2 separate regions of the Mus musculus genome follow, and region 1 is linked to region 2. A link is a contact called in public HiChIP or PLAC-seq data. All regions are on one chromosome and are shown on one strand. The core of a region is the stretch at or near the end of the contact, and the rest is flanking DNA. Distances in the headings are between cores, read along the strand shown.

Region 1 (3,594 bases), core at 829-3,328, 230 kb before region 2:
GTCTGTAGCACCCCTTTCCCACAAATTTTGATAACCAAAAGTAGCTCTACACATTAGCAAATATCCTCCAAGGGATGAAATTGTGTCCCAGAAGAATTGCTATTTTGAAGGCAGTTGATCACTTTTAGAAATATCAGAAACTCAAAGAAGTGACATTGAGTATTCAAAATGTACAGTACAGTTGTCAAGCAGCAATGGATGGATGAACGAACAATACTTGTCAGTAGCTGCTTCTGATTCAGGCTCATCCAAGTTAGCTTGGAGAGTTTCTATCTCTTTCAAGTGGGAGACTTTAAGTTAAATCCCCAGAGGATGTGAAGCTGAGGAGAAAAGCAGGTAGGGGGAGGTGAAGGAAGATAGTTGTGGGTGGGTATGATAACTACACATTATAGAAATGTGCAAAACTTGCAAAGAATAAAAATATCATTAAAATCCTCCCTTGGTGCCATACAGCACATTTCAGGCAGAAAGGTATACTCTGAGCTCACTGTGTGGAGAGAGATCATGAGGGCAGGATTTCTGCCAATTCATTTAGCTTGATTATAATACACAGGAAGAAACAATATTTTATTGTCATAATCACATACATACATACATACATACATACATACATACATACATACATACATACAGTGAAATACCTAAGTAATAACTTAGACTGAAGGTTCATAAAGCAACACTCACCCCTGCTAGCTGTAATGGAGTCGTTTTATTGATTTTATGAAACATCTAGTACCAAGTTGACTGTAATCTAGTAAGTAATGTCCTTCAGAAGATGATTCAACTAGTCACTGCTATTACCCATGTCCACCCACTTTCACACTGCTGGCCTCCCAGCCTTCAGATCTCCTTGTGATACTCACTTAGTGAGTTTTCACCAAGTTGTGTGATTCCATAATTTGGTTCCCTTCCATCAAAATAGCATTGATATGACTTTTGCCTGAAAATCAGCCCCGTGCCAATCAGCAGAGTTTGTCTTTTGCTACTGCTCTGGGACTCTGACCCTCATGAACACATCCTCTTTTGTCCCACCGTTCTTCCTTTCTGAGATCAGCTTCCTTTTTGATCACACTGCTTTGTTTACTATAGAAAACTAAGATTTTTTTCAAAAGCATATATTTTTTAATTAAATTATTTTATTTACATTCCAAAAGTTGCCTCCCTTCCTGGTCCCCCTCCCCAAATTCTTTACCCCATCCTCCTGCTTCCTTCACTCCACCTCTGAGAGGGTGTTCACCCTCCTGCCCACCCACCCCTACCTCTTCTCTGGGGTATCAAGTTTCCATAGGATTAAACTCATCCCCTCCCACTGGGGCCATCCAATGCAGTTCTCTGCTATACATGTGCCCAGGGCCATGAACCAGCTCATGTATGCTCCTAGGTTTTTGGCTTAGTCTCTGGGAGCTCTGAGGGGTCCAGGTTAGTTGACACTGCTGCAGTCCCCTTCAGCTCCTTCAGTCCTTCCCCATATCTCTTCCATATTGGTCCCCAATCTCGATCTAACGGTTGGCTGTAAGTATCTGCCTTTGTCCCAGTCAGTTGTTGATAGAGCCTCTCAGAGGACTCCTGTCTGCATATACAATATGGTCTCAGTAATAGTGTCAGGAATTGGTATGTGTGCACGGGATGGATCCCAAGTTGGGCCAATCTGGATGGCCTTTCCTTCAGTCTCTACTCCATTTTTGCCTCTCCATTTATTTTAGATAGGAACAGTTCTGGGTTAAAATTTTTGAAGATGGGTGAACAGGCCCCTGCCTTAACTAGGGATAGTGCCTGTCTACTGGAGGTGATCTCTTCCTGTTAAATCTCCTCATTGTTGGGCTAATGTCTTACCCATTGAGTCCAGGTAGCCTCTCACATCCCAGGACTCTGGGACTTTCTAGAGGTTTCTCCTGCTCCCTACTACTCAAAGATTCACATTAGTCATTCTTCTGTGTAACCTCTCCCAGCCTGAAACAGGCTGATCCAGACCTTGACCTTGCTGCCACTGAAGAGATTACCTAGGGTGGAGCCTTCCTGCCTAGATGGCTCTATTGTTCCACCAGAGGCCACTGCACCTCCAAGACACTGCTACCTGCTGAGAGGCCAAGGAGATATTCCAGAGGAACATCCTCTCCTACTGACTGGCTCCAAGAAAGGATTGGTGGGGGATGGGCCTTCCCCCTTATAAGCACACTCAGTAAACTGGCGGGCCTTGAACAGAATCGTGTCTTGGTCTCCATTAATTTCTCTCGCAGTCTAGTCTCTTTCAGCCCCAGCCTGCCTCCCAGGTGTACCCAGTTCAAGTAGGCCGCGGGCTGGTATACAACACTTCTGGCCCTCTGTGTATCCCTCCTTTCTCTCGACATACCTAATCCTGTCCCTCCTTTTCCCCTCCCATCTCCCACCAGGTTCCTTCCTCCCTCTGCCTCCCATAATTGTTTTGTTCCCCTTTTAAGTGAGTTTCAGATATCCATGCTTAGGAATTCCTTCTCTGGTTAACCGTCCTACAATCTGTGAGTTGTATCATGGGTTTTTGGTTAATATCCACTTATACCGTGTATGTCATTCTGGGTCTGGGTTAACTCACTCTAGATGATATTTTCTACTTCCATCCATTTACCTGCAAAATTCATAATGTCTTTGTTCTTGGTAGCTGAAAAGTATTCCATTGTGTAAATGAACCACATTTTCTGTAGTCATTCTTCAGTTGAGGAATATTTGGGTTGTTTCCAGCTTCTGACTATCACCTATAAGACTGCTATGAGTCTTTGTGGTATCAGTGGAGCATCTTTTGGGTTTATTCCCAGGAGTGGTATAGCTAGGTCTTCAGGTAGATCTATTTCCAAAATTCTGAGGAACTGCTAGACTGATTTCCAGAGTAGTTGTACCAGCTTGCAATCCCACCAGCAATGGAGGAGTGTTCCTCTTTCTCCACATCCTTACCAGCATGTAGTGGCCCTTGAGGGTTTTTTTTTGTTTTGTTTTGTTTTTTTAATCTTAGCCATTCTGATTGTGTAATGTAGAATTTCAGGGTCGTTTTGATTTGCATTTCCCTGATGATTAACATTTCTTTAAGTGCTTCTCAGCCATTTGAGATTCCTCTGTTGAGAATTCTGTGTTTAGCTCTGTACCCCAATCTTAAATTGGATTATTTAATTTTTTGGAATTTAACTACTTGAGTTCTTTTTATATTTTGTATATTAGCCTTCAAACACATATAGAGTTAGTGAAGATCTTTCCAAATCTGTAGGTTGCCATTTTGTCCGATTGACAGTGTTCTTTGCCTTATAGAAGCTTTTCATTTTTATGAGGTCTCATTTGTCAATTGTTGATCTTAGAACCTGAGCCATTGGTGTTTTGTTCAGGAAATTTTCCCAGGTTTCCATGCATACGAGGCTATTTCCCACTTTCTCTTCTATTAGATCCAGTTTATCTGGCTTTATGTGGAGGTTCTTGCTCCACTTGGACTTGAGCTTTGTACAAGATAAATATGGATCAATTTGCATTCCTCTACATCCAGATCGACAGTTAGACCAGCAACATTTGTGGAAGATGCTTCCGTTTTTCACTATATGCTTTTGGTTTCTTTGTCAAAGATCATGGGTCCATAAG
Region 2 (3,254 bases), core at 180-2,679:
TCCTCCTCCTCCTTTTCCCTCTTCGAGAGGATGCCCCTCCCCCACCCTTCCCCACCAGACCTCCTCACTCCCTGGGGCCTCAAGTCTCTCACTCAGACCAGACCTGGCAGTCCTCTGCTGTACATGTGTCAAGGGCCTCAAGCTAGTGTATGCTGCCTGGTTGGGAGCCACATTTTTTTTTTTTTTTTCAATCAAGCCATACAACAGGGACAGATAGTTTTTAAGTTAGAAAAGTTTCCCTTAAATCCATGGTCTCCTTGGACTAAGGAAATAAAAATTTATTTTCCCTAATAGCAGTAACAGATACAGAAAAAGTCAAGACACAAAGCTAGTAAAAAATATAAAAACATGCTTTAACATACAGCAAAGTTCCTCTGCCCGGAGAAGCTACTGTGTTCTCACTGATAATGCTGTGACTCTTTCATACAACTTCTCGTGCTGTGGTGACCACCAACCCTAAAATCATTTTTGTGATTTCAAGACAATTTTGAAGTAAAACCTGTTATACTTTACAGAACGCTGCCCTATGTCTATAATCAAACACGGATTTTTAAAATTGGGCTAGTGTTTCGTCAAACACATCACCAGTTAGAAAGATTCTTAATAGCTGGGCGTGGTGGCACACACTTAATCCCAGCACTTGGGAGGAAGAGGCAGAGGCAGGCAGATTTCTGAGTTCGAGGCCAGCCTGGTCTACAGAGTGAGCTCCAGGACAGCCAGGGCTGCACAAAGAAACCCTGTCTCGAAAAAAAACAACAACAAAGATTCTTAATTGTACTGTGTGTACACAATTGTTTTCTAAAAATGGTAAAATGAGAATGAATGAAAAAAAAGAATTAGATGAGAAATCGGCAATCAGAGAACTGGTAATATGAGTTACTGGCTGTATGTCTTTGATCATATCATTTGAGTTCCTTGTTTTTCCTCCCTTAAAATGAAAGTGCCAAATTTTACAGCTCTTTTTAGTCACTTGACTACAGAGATCAGTAATAGATGTTCAAAACAATTTAAATGGAATCTTTAAGTGGAATCCCAGCCTGGAAATGTCCTCTTTTTGTTGTTGTTGTTCAGAAAAGCGATCTCCTCAAGGCACTGTAACAGTTCTGGATTTGCAAGGCAACAGCATCTGGTAGCTGTCGAGCCCCCTGGAGCGGTACGCTCTCACAGCCGGAAGTGACGCGTTTTGGTTCCGCGTTTGCCCTCAGCGCTCAGCAGCCTTCACGTAGGCACTCCCCTCACCTGCAAGGAAGCGCGCCCCGTTGCCCCGCCCCAACCGGAAGTCAGGTGTCCCAGGGGCTGACTGGAAACCCTGTCCTGGGCGTACTTTTCCCCAGCTCCTCCCCCTGGTGACGTCGCCGCCCGCCCCTTGACCCTCGCGGCCCCGCCCCCTCGCCTGCCTCCCCGCCTCGCTGCAGTCAGTCTGTCGGAAGGCGATGGAGCGGTCCGAGCCGTTGGCTGTGCTTTCCTGTGAAGAGGCGTCCTGCTCCTCCTGGGGAGCCTGCGGGTGAGAGGCCTGGCCCGGGGCAGGCTGGGCGGGAAGGAGCGGAGGAACGCCGACGCGGGCTCCGTTCTCGCGTTCCGGCGGCTCGGAGCGCGCGGAGGCCACGGGGCCGCGCGGAGCCACAGGGAGCTAGCGAGGTGGCGAACGAGCGAGCGAGCCGGCGGGCGGTGGGTGTGGCGGCGTGGGCGCTGCCCTCGCTGCTCCAGCTCCGCTCCTCTGAGGAGACCGGCTCTTCCCGGGTCGGGTCCAGCATCCTTCCCTCAGGTCACTACTTCTGAGCGGCCAGTCATTCAGGAGAGGGTTGTGGCCCCTGTTGCTTGGCACACTTCCTTCAGCGCCACGGAGCACTATCCTCCTCCAGCCGTGCTCCTTAGGAAAACTGTTCTTGAGAGCTCAAGTCAGGATGAATCCGTTGCAGTGTGGACACCCCGAGAATCCTCTCTGTTTACTACGGGGGTGTTGGAGCGCGGGGCGGGGCCCAAGGTTCCTAGGATTATTTCCCGCTGAGGATCTTGGAGTTTTTCTTTCTCAGCCTGCAAAAATTCCGGGGTTGGGGTCCTGGTATACTCTCTCCAGTGTTTGCGTTAGTTCTCTTTTGGTCATCTTACAGTTAAGAAAGCCCCGCTTGTATCCTACCCAGTATATGACTATTACATACCAAATATAGAAGTGATGGATTTCTTACGTTACTAGCTTTACATTGCACATTGAGACATATACTTCAAGGACTGGATGGAAGTATTGTCTGCCCTGGCCAATGCTGCCAAAATCGACTTAAGAAATATTATTGAATACAAATATCTGCCCCTTAGTTGCTCTTACAGATGATTTGTTATTGTTGTTGTTGTTGTTGTTGTTGTTATTATTATTATTATTATTATTATATTGATTCTGAGGCTGGCTCCAAGTTTGCCAAAGATGGCTTCCTCCCTCCTCGTCTGAATTTCTGAGATTACAAGTATGTGCAATCAGGCGTGACTGTTTTTGAACATATTCTCGAAACAATCATTGAGACAGAGCTTTTTAAGTGTTGGCCATAGCCATTAAGCGGCTGAGCATAACCCCGTTCTCATTTTTAGTCAGAACTTTAATCCACCTAAGTCATTGTGTGTAACATAGAATAGCAAGTGCAATAAAGTGTGTAAAATAGAAACAAAATGATAGGATACTACAGGTTTATATATAGTTTTAGTATATGTTGTGTGAATATGCTGACTTTATTATATGAGGTGCTTACAGTGCAGTTAGTGTCTGGTTGCTCTAAAAATCTCAACAGCAAGCACTGCACATAGCAACAGTTAGTGAAATTAACTTCAACACATTTTAAAACTCTAAGGAAGATGATACCTAAGAAAACATACATTTTGTATGGAAGGACCTTGTCTAAGGGTTTCTATTCTTTTTTGGTTTTTCGAGACAGGGTTTCTCTGAATAGCCCTGGCTGTCCTGGAGCTCACTTTGTAGACCAGGCTGGCCTCCAACTCAGAAATCCGCCTGCCTCTGCCTCCCGAGTGCTGGGACTAAAGGCGTGCGCCACCACGCCCGGCTAAGGGTTTCTATTCTTGTACAAAACCATGACCAAGAAGCAAGTTGGGGAGGAAACGGTTTATTCAGCTTACGCTTCTCATATTGCTGTTGATCACCAAAGGAAGTCAGGACTGGAATTCAAGCAGGTCAGGAAGCAGGAGCTGATGCAGAGGCCATGGAGGGATGTTCCTTACTGGCCTGCTTCCCCTGGCTTGCTCAGCCTGCT

The links. HiChIP or PLAC-seq counts read pairs in DNA pulled down with a chosen protein or histone mark.
Region 1: an H3K27ac HiChIP or PLAC-seq map of embryonic stem cells shows a contact between it and region 2, with 8 read pairs. The contact joins the enhancer-like site here to the promoter of Uba6 in region 2. A contact is called at or near these places in 1 of 39 promoter capture datasets (liver), 32 of 484 Hi-C or Micro-C datasets (the 3T3-L1 cell line, 3T3-L1-derived adipocytes, CD4 T cells and 19 more), 6 of 115 datasets of contacts at active chromatin or transcription factors (bone marrow-derived dendritic cells, embryonic stem cells and liver) and 2 of 9 other capture datasets (adipose tissue and liver).

The regions. Positions count from the first base shown.
Region 1 is chr5:86,405,880-86,409,473 of GRCm38.p6, reverse strand. No RefSeq gene overlaps it. Among named protein-coding and RNA genes, the nearest start is that of Tmprss11d, 34 kb to the right of the region's middle. Within about 2 kb of position 2,078, at least 9 of the 459 cell types and tissues checked have an H3K27ac peak or open chromatin away from gene starts, as enhancers often do. A contact at or near this core is called in embryonic stem cells, where this site is marked.
Region 2 is chr5:86,170,918-86,174,171 of GRCm38.p6, reverse strand. Uba6 (ubiquitin-like modifier activating enzyme 6) reads left to right here and starts at 1,429. Exons shown (of 33, transcript NM_172712.2): 1 at 1,429-1,504. The coding sequence starts at 1,434.